3 separate regions of the Mus musculus genome follow, and regions 1 and 3 are each linked to region 2. The links are chromatin contacts, called in public promoter capture Hi-C maps. All regions are on one chromosome and are shown on one strand. The core of a region is the stretch at or near the end of the contact, and the rest is flanking DNA. Distances in the headings are between cores, read along the strand shown. Region 1 holds the start of Slurp1 (secreted Ly6/Plaur domain containing 1). Region 2 holds the start of Ly6f (lymphocyte antigen 6 complex, locus F). Region 3 holds the start of Naprt (nicotinate phosphoribosyltransferase).

Evidence for each region. Promoter capture Hi-C pulls out the DNA fragments that hold promoters and counts their contacts.
Region 1: a promoter capture Hi-C map of pre-B cells shows a contact between it and region 2, with 3 times the contacts expected there. The contact joins the promoter of Slurp1 here to the promoter of Ly6f in region 2. A contact is called at or near these places in 13 of 39 promoter capture datasets (the 3T3-L1 cell line, 3T3-L1-derived adipocytes, the C10 cell line and 9 more), 1 of 115 datasets of contacts at active chromatin or transcription factors (pancreatic cancer cells) and 2 of 9 other capture datasets (liver and macrophages).
Region 3: a contact with region 2 is called in a promoter capture Hi-C map of liver, with 2.5 times the contacts expected there. The contact joins the promoter of Naprt here to the promoter of Ly6f in region 2. A contact is called at or near these places in 2 of 39 promoter capture datasets (the 3T3-L1 cell line and liver).

Annotation. Positions count from the first base shown.
Region 1 is chr15:74,726,527-74,729,287 of GRCm38.p6, reverse strand. It overlaps Slurp1 (secreted Ly6/Plaur domain containing 1), which reads left to right and starts at 1,265. Exons shown (of 3, transcript NM_020519.2): 1 at 1,265-1,347; 2 at 1,687-1,806; 3 at 2,326-2,644. The coding sequence starts at 1,290. The coding sequence ends at 2,480.
Region 2 is chr15:75,266,805-75,269,815 of GRCm38.p6, reverse strand. Ly6f (lymphocyte antigen 6 complex, locus F) reads right to left here and starts at 1,395. Exons shown (of 4, transcript NM_008530.2): 1 at 1,336-1,395; 2 at 1,017-1,114; 3 at 1-36. The coding sequence starts at 1,086.
Region 3 is chr15:75,893,015-75,895,947 of GRCm38.p6, reverse strand. It overlaps Naprt (nicotinate phosphoribosyltransferase), which reads left to right and starts at 1,467. Exons shown (of 13, transcript NM_172607.3): 1 at 1,467-1,931; 2 at 2,101-2,228; 3 at 2,313-2,395; 4 at 2,512-2,642; 5 at 2,728-2,843. The coding sequence starts at 1,706. Eef1d (eukaryotic translation elongation factor 1 delta (guanine nucleotide exchange protein)) reads left to right here. Exons shown (of 10, transcript NM_029663.2): 9 at 22-216; 10 at 357-1,152. The coding sequence ends at 395.

The sequences.
Region 1 (2,761 bases), core at 16-2,515, 540 kb after region 2:
ATCCCAAGGCCATGCAAAGAAAGAGCAGAAAGGCCAGGAGAAAAACGCATGCCTCCTAGGTGCCTGGACCAGGGCTCCTCCATTGCAGCCTGTCTGTCACAAGGTCAGGCTGTAATTCTGCTGTTACAGAGTCTGTAAGGGGTGGACCACCCACCAGCTCCCTACAGAGACACACATGCCAGCTGCCAACCACCCACCTATTGTTAAAGCCAAGTATTATCTATCCATCTTATGCAATCATCTGCCTATCATGCATCCATCTATCCATTTGTCCATCACCCATCCTCCACCCATCCACCCCATCATCTGTTATCCTCCCTCCCTCCCTCCCTCCCTCCCTCCCTCCCTCCCTCCCTCCCTTCCTCCCTCCCTCCCTCCCTTACTCCTTCATCTGCCTACCCCCATATCCATCCACAGGGCCACTCATTGAAACCTTGGAGAACGACAACAAAACCAAACCAAAACCAAAACCAAAACCAAAGAGACCTCAACTGGGGAGGGTTATGGAGGATGAAGGCTTAGATGGTCCTTCTGGCACAGGAAAACAGCCAGGGTGCCCATAACATGAAAGGGCCAGCACAGGGAAGCCAGAATAGACTATCAGTCCAGGAGAGTAGGTAGAGTTCTGCTGTCAGGACTAAAGCTAAGAAGCTCAAGCTTGGTCTAAAAGACATTCATTCATGGTCAGGGGAATGGCAGTGGATGTGTAGGGGCCATTCTAAGACCCTATATCTGCCTCTGCCCTCACAGCACCTATACCACATCAGGTACTCCCTCCTTTCCATACTGGCTCAGCCTCTACTTTGTGAGTACATCTGGGTGCATAGTAGATCGGTCTTAGGCAGATGGGATACAGTGAGGTTCCTTTTATCAGGCAGATATAAAGCAGCCTTGTACCTGAGCCTCAGGGGTTCTCGGGACCTGACTATCTGGCCTATTGGATGCATTCACATAGCTGAGGCAAGAGGCTCATCTGAGAGCCAGTTGAGCCAGGCTCTAAAAGGCTTCCTCAGTTGAGGGACAGCAGAGCATGGTGTCGAGTACTGGAGGTGCACCAGCAGAAGCAGGACCAAGACTCCCAGACAGAGGTTCCCCAAAAGGTCCATAGAGGGGCCCCACCCTGGGATGGTAGGTGATGATGGCTCCCATCCACCACCCACACCCCTAGCCCTGTGCCTCCCTACTGAGTCACTCTGGTCCTGCCAACACCCAGAAGCCGAAGCCGGAGGCTGAGTATAAAATCCTCACTATGAGGCCAGCCAGGGCTCCTAGCTCCTGAGCACTGAAGAATGACCCTTCGCTGGGCCATGTGGCTGCTGCTCTTGGCAGCCTGGAGCATGGGCTATGGTGAGTGACTTGGAGTGAGGCTCTCAGGGGCAGCTCTGCTGTAGAACTCGGTTTATCCCATCTCTTAATGGGAGAGAGGTATCTTTGTGGCCAAGGCATCCTCTGGACCCTTGGTAAGCTTCCTGGGTCTTAGATTCCAACATGCTTCTGGGACAGAAGTCTTGGTCATGATCTGTTCTCCAGGGAGGAAGATACGGATGCAGGATGTGGTGTTGTCACTTGTCTTGGACATCTGGGTCTCGGAAGACTCTCAGGAGGTCACTTTCTCTCTCACCTACCTGGCTCCAATAGGGACCCCTGGAGCGAGGTGGTGAGACTGTGACCCCTAACCCTTGCTAGGTGAGGCCTTCCGATGCTATACCTGTGAGCAGCCCACGGCCATTAACTCATGCAAGAATATTGCTCAGTGCAAGATGGAAGACACAGCCTGTAAGACTGTACTGGAGACAGTGGAAGCAGGTAAGGCTGGGTTCAGGCCAGGGCTGGGGGTTCCACCTGGTGTCAGGCTTACCTTGTCCCTCCATGTTCCCTTTCGTCCACCACTGTTTTGCTCAGCCAAGAAGGCAGAGGGGGCAGGAATGGTGTGTGTGTGTGCGCGCGTGTGGTGGTGCTGATGGTATCATATCTTATAGATGGTGCCCACAGATGTATAGCCCCTCAAGTACCTGCACTAAGACAGTGGCATCAGGGCTATGGGGAGTGGGGATGGGTAGAAGGCAGCAGTTGGCTTAGACCCTGGCTCTGCACAGGTATGTTAAATGTGGCTTAGGCTAGAGCCCCCACTCAGGACCAGGTAGTGTGGATGCTCCACAGAGGCTGGTGCCAACGTGAATATGTGCTGTGGCTGGGTGGGGGTTGGGCAGATTTAAGATGCAGGTTGCAGGAGGGGTTTGAGAAGGCAGCACACCATGGGAAGGGTGTGCAGAGGCAGAAAGGAACTGCAGTGACTTGGGGCTCTGCTGTCTGCCCACCCTGCAGCGTTCCCCTTCAACCACAGTCCCATGGTGACCCGCTCCTGCTCCAGCTCGTGTCTGGCCACCGACCCTGATGGCATTGGCGTTGCCCATCCTGTCTTCTGTTGCTTCCGTGACCTCTGCAACTCAGGGTTTCCAGGCTTCGTGGCAGGCCTCTAGCCACACAGGGAGCCTCCTCGTTCCTTCTCTATCCACTCTCCCGGCAGGGCCCGGTGCTGCCTGCAGTCGTCTCTACATGCCTGGATCTATGAGCAGAGCTCACTGAGCCTCAGGTCACTCACTGTCCACCAAGCTTGTGGAAAATAAAATAAACCAAGGGCGAAGGGGCCTCTCTGTTCTTGTTGGGCACTGGGAACCTGAAGTGCTAGCCTGCAGGGAAGACAGGCTGTATTCTGGCACTTCCAGGCCCCTGACCCTCACTTTCATGCAAGTTTTTGTTT
Region 2 (3,011 bases), core at 146-2,645:
AAACTCCCAGGCAGTTATAGCACTCCAGCCCCTGAGCTGAGAAAAAAGCCAATATATGAGGGCTAGTTCATGCCCTTCCTAGAACAGAACCCTTCTCTCCAATGTCTTTACTTCCACACAGCTGCTGGGTGCTAGGACAGAGCAAGGATATTACTGCCCAGTCACCTCTGCCAAAAGCAAAAGTGAACCATGACCCTCCATTGTTCAAGTATGCTCGGCCCTGCTGCCTCAGCTAGCCAAACCCACAGCAGAGACCTGCACCCCAAGGGGAATTAGAGGGGCAATCACCATATTGGGAAAACAAAGATACAAAATGTCTGCTCAAGAAATGAGTGGGTGTGTAATAGGTAGTGGGGCCATCAGATAGGGAAGGCTTTTCTGACCTGTCCCACCCTACACCTGCAGAGCTGGCCCCTGTATATTGAAGCATGACAAAGCACTGAATGTCCCAGAGTCCAGCTCAAAGGTCAGACTCACCATGAGGTTTCCTGCAATACACATGTAACTAGAAGTATAGGGGTATCTGAAAGCTCAGACTTCTTAGAATAGAGATGTTCTAGCATTTGGGCCTCGTGTGGCATGTGCTGGGCATAAGGAAAAGTAAAATGCCAAGATTTGAGGATTCCAAACCCTTGGCTTGGCCTTCAGGCCAGAAAAAGAAGCCTCTACCAGTTTGTGTGCACCCAGGCCAGAGGCCTGCTTGGTAGACCAGGGCAGCAGGGTTAGAGTCTAAAGGACAGGCTGCTCTGGTGGTCAGGGTTTGTGGCACAGGTAGTAACATTGAAACGTCTTTCTGGTATGTAGTGATGGTTGCAAGGCAGGCGCTGGCAGGGTTACAGACCCAGTAAAGCACACAACACATGAGGCTTCACCCATCACAAGCCGATTCCCAATCCCCTGACACCAGCACACCTTGGGCACTGAGCACACAATGGAGGTGCAGGTGTAACCACAACCCTGAGGCAGTTTGCCATCTCCATTTTACCCTCCTGGCCATCTCTCATTTTCCACCTCACCTCTTTCTGCACACAATAGGACCACAAGAAGGATGAGTACACAGGACTTTGTAGTGTGACAACTGTCCATCCTTGGAGAAGGGCTGCACAGATCAAACCTTGGAAGTTGAAGCCAGTTATTAGATCATCATTCACATCCCTGGGCTCTCACAGGGCTCAAGCATCCACTCTTCCCACCCTCCAACACTCCCCCCCCCCCCAGCTTTCCCCAAGGAATACATGTCTGCCTATTTCTCTCATCCACCACCCACCCAGCTTTTCCTTCCTAATCTCACACTCCCAACCCCAGCCCTATCCTGAGGGCTCTTCCCTTTGTCACCTAGCAGCTCCCTCCTGACACCAGTCCTTACTTCCTCTCTGACCAGGTTGCAGGCACAGTGGTAAGATCTGTCAGATGTGCACTGAAGTAAGTACTTTAATTTCCTTTAGCTCCTCCCAGCTGACATCCTGAAGAGGGAGGGGTTTCTATACTTACTTCCTCCAGGCCAACATGTTTATTGGTTAAGATTTAGCAAGGTTTGTTGGTGATCTGGTCAGCAAGATTTATAGCTGTTGAGGAGGGAGGACCACTCAGTTGGGGAGAGACAATGGTGCTGTAGGAATAAGAGAGCAGAGATGGAGGGGCCACAGTTGGCTTGTGCTTGCCCTCAGAAAGCAAAGGAAAGAGGCAACTTGCTCAGCCTTTTCCTAGTTTTTTTGTTTGTTTGTTTCCCTTCATCTTTTGTTTTTGTTTTTGTTTTTCGAGGCATATTTGCTCTGTGTAACTTTGGCTGTCCGGGGGACTTGCTCTGTATACCAGGCTGGCTACAACCAATACTTTCAAAGGCAAGTGCTGTAGCTTGTGTTTTTTGCCACCACCACCAGACTTTTTCTTGTTTCAAATTAGAGGGTATGAGTTGCAGTGGCTCAGAGCCCAGGGCCCTCCTTTTTATAAGCAGGCAAACAACTGACAAATACCTGGCGACTGGCTCTACAGGGTCTTATATTCAAAAAGTGCAAGTCCTGAGCAAAGAATTTACTGACAACTGGGATGGAAGTTACTAAGCAGTGTCTGATATGTTTGGGTGATATAAGGGGCTGCAGGTGCTATTAGCATCTGGTAGCTAGAGTCAAGGCAGTTCTTTTCATGGCACAAGGCTTTTTTTTGCAGAGGGTGGATGACCCCAGTGTCCCTGCTGCCCAGAAGCCACCATGAAGAAGCCACATGCTATTTCTTCCTCCTCCAGTTTGTATGTGCCCTGTCTCCTCACCTATGAGGTCCTAGTCCAATGTGTCCCAAAAAGGACATAAGTTTCCTTGGCCTTTATGTCACTACCATGTGGCATGGTATTGTAATAACTCAAACCTTACTAATTAGCCAAATATTGATGGCATCTGTGGCCCAGCCTTGGGATGAGCAGCAGGGCCTCCACAGCAAGCCAGAGTCTGAGTTTCCTAACCTAGTGGAGCTGAGAGCACAGTAAGTAGCCCATGTAAGTGTCTACAAGGCACTGATACAGGTTAGAGTAGGAAGGCTAGGCACCGAATGAGACCTGAGCTGGAAATCATCCTGAGATGATGCCACAGTAAATGAACAGGTATGCTCAGAGGACAATGAGTCAGAAAATGGACCACAGCATCAGTGAAGGTGAGCACATCCACTTAAGCAGGCAAGGCTGCAAAGGGAAGGAAGCCAGAGGCTCAGAGAACATCAAGCAGATTCTCCTGATGTAAACCACAGGGCAGACCAAAGTATCTCAGTCTTTCTAGCATCTCTAGTTGGTTCTACATGTATATCCAACTCCAGTGTCAAAGTTCTAGGTTATGCAGGATGATTAATCGAAAGAAAGAGAGACTCTGTAGGCTGAAGTCAGAATTCTCAAGGAGCAGTGGGGAATCAACCTTTCCAGGACTAAAAACCAAACCCAAAGACTGATCAAAGCCTTTGTGCCAACCTCAGGAATTCATGACACAATGGTTCTGTTAATATTCTGTTACACTCCAGGGCCTCTATCC
Region 3 (2,933 bases), core at 218-2,717, 630 kb before region 2:
CCACCCCACATTCTCTCACAGTGGGATGATGAGACTGACATGGCCCAGCTAGAGACTTGTGTGCGTTCCATCCAATTGGACGGGCTGGTTTGGGGGGCCTCCAAGCTTGTGCCTGTTGGCTATGGCATCCGGAAGCTGCAGATCCAGTGTGTGGTGGAGGATGACAAAGTGGGCACCGACTTGCTCGAGGAGGAGATCACCAAATTTGAGGAGCATGTAAGTGGGCATGGGCACAGGGGTAGGGGAGACCGGATGGGCCCGGGACACTGGCTCCTGCCACCCCACATCCACTGTGGAACATGAACTTGCCCTAGGCGGCAGCCTGCAGCAGCAGCGCCCTTTGTCTCCATCCACAGGTGCAGAGTGTCGACATCGCAGCTTTCAACAAGATCTGAATGTCCGAGAGAGTGTGGTTTCATGTGTGTGAGGACCTGCTGAGATTAAAGACTGAGACTCTGCACTCCGCCTCTTGTGTTACTTGGTGTACAGCGCTCTGTGGGCTCTGGCTCATACTTGTCCCAGAAACAATCTATTAGGTCCACATTTGTCCACCGTGTCTCTCCTGTCCCTGCTGTTGTCACCGTGTACACCTAGACCCAGTCTAACACTCCTCTTCACACTCCTTACCTCTGGAGGGATACATCCTCTTTATATATTCTGGGATGGTTAGAATATGGACAGCCAGCTGTACTGTATGGAATTTTGTCTGCCCGCTCCCCTAAAACCCCTTGTCAGTGCTTGGGTATTGGTGGTATTGGGACGATAGTGCTCGTGAAATCCTGCGAACATCTAAGTTGAGAAAGTGTACCAAGTGTGGCTGATTCCTGTCAGTGTTGTTCATCATGGCCCCTAGTCACCAGGAAACAATGTAGCCCTCCCCCTCAAAAGTTTTAGACTTTTCCTGTGGGACCTGAACAAAAAACTGTCACCTGGGCAAGGATGACTTCGCAGTTAAGAACACTATTCTGGAAGATGGGGCTCATTCCCAGCAACCACATGGAAACTTACAAACCAGCTGTAACTCCAGTTCCTGGATACCTGATACCCTCTTCTGGCCTCTGGGCATGCATATCTGCCTGCAGTACAAAAACACCTACACTTTTTTTTTTTTTTTGAGAATAAATTTTGCTGTATATCCTTGTCAGTTTAGAGAACCACCTGCCTCTGCCTTCCTAATGCTGGGGTTGACATTACTACCATAAACTGTCCTAGGGCATTGACTCACTGCAATCCTGGCTGCTGGCTTGAACAAACCTCCCCTATGCTGGTGCTTGGGTTCCCACACACCTGAAAGGCAGCACTGACCTCTAGGGGGCTCTCAGCTTCCCATGACGCTGCTTGCAGCTGTAATGAAGCCCTGATTGCTCCTCCCTGGTCAGGGGCAAGAGGCCAGGGTAAAGTACAACCTTCGCAAGCGCTCCCGCCCTTTTAAGTTGTTTTGCCTTTGGTGCCAGTAGTTGAGTTCCAAAACGTAAGAACCATTCTGAGGGGCAAGCGGCTAGTTGGAGTCCAGGAGACTGGGATGGGGGTGTGCCAGTCGCCTATCTTGCTGGTTTGAGTCCCTGCAACTACTAGCAGATTAGGCGGCTCGCTCCGCCCACTTCTGCCGGGAAAGGCCCTCCTTTCGTGTGAGTTGGTTCTCTGGACCAGTGCCGTAGGGGGTGGAGTAGGGCGCCATTAGTCGGGAGCCTGTGTACCCCGCGGAATGGAGATGGAGCTGGACAGCGAGGGGCGCATGGTGGTGCGGCCGCTGCTCACCGACCTCTATCAGGCTACCATGGCGCTGGGCTACTGGCGTGCGGGCCGGGCGTGCGAGGCAGCAGAGTTCGAGCTCTTCTTCCGCCACTGCCCTTTCGGAGGCTCCTTCGCCCTTTCCGCTGGCTTGCAGGACTGTATGCGCTTTCTTCGCGCCTTCCGTCTGCGGGATGCAGGTAGTTCCGCGACCAGCACCCGTACCGTACTCCTCTGACTGGAAGAAAATCCCCGCTCCCTCACGAACGAATCTCCTGTACCCTCTCAATGTGCCCCTGACCTCTGAGGGGACTTTTACTTGCCTGGCAGAGTCCTTTCCCAGGCTACATGTGTTCTCTGTCGCTCCAGATGTGCAGTTCCTGGCTTCGGTACTACCCCCAGACACTGACCCTGCGTTCTTCGAGCACCTTCGAGCCCTTGATTGCTCTGGGGTGACCGTGCGGGCTCTGCCAGAGGGTTCCCTCGCCTTCCCTGGTGTGAGTGCCTTGTGAGCTGGGTGTGTTAGGAAGAGTGGGGTGGCCCAGGAGGTTCCACTGTGGAGCTGATCACTCGCCCCACAGGTGCCGCTTCTGCAGGTGTCCGGGCCTCTTCTTCTGGTACAGCTGCTAGAGACTCCACTGCTGTGTCTGGTCAGCTACGCTAGGTGAGCGGAGTCCCTGAGAGGTACAGGCAATAGAAGCGCTGGGGTTATCTAAGCCCTCCCACTGGGGTGGCTTTGTGACCCTCACTTGGGTTCTCATGACTTGTTACTCTCCACAGCCTCGTAGCCACCAATGCTGCTCGGCTACGCTTGATTGCAGGGCCGGATAAGAAACTACTAGAGATGGGTTTGCGGCGAGCTCAGGGTCCCGACGGGGGTTTCACGGCCTCAATTTACAGCTACCTGGGTGGTGAGGCCTGGGAGAGGCATAGGTTGGGGAAGGGGAGGTTCCATCATATTCTGAGTCCCCTAAGCCTACCTGCCTTCTCACCCAGGCTTTGACAGCAGCAGCAACACACTTGCTGGACAACTGAGAGGTGTACCGGTGGCAGGGACCCTGGCCCACTCCTTTGTCACTTCATTTTCGGGTAGTGAGGTACCCCCCGACCCGGTTAGTACTGTTTTGTTTTGTGTCAGGGTCCCATGTAGCACTGGTTGGGCTTGAATTCCCAATCCTTCTGTTTCTGTCTCAGTGTGTGCT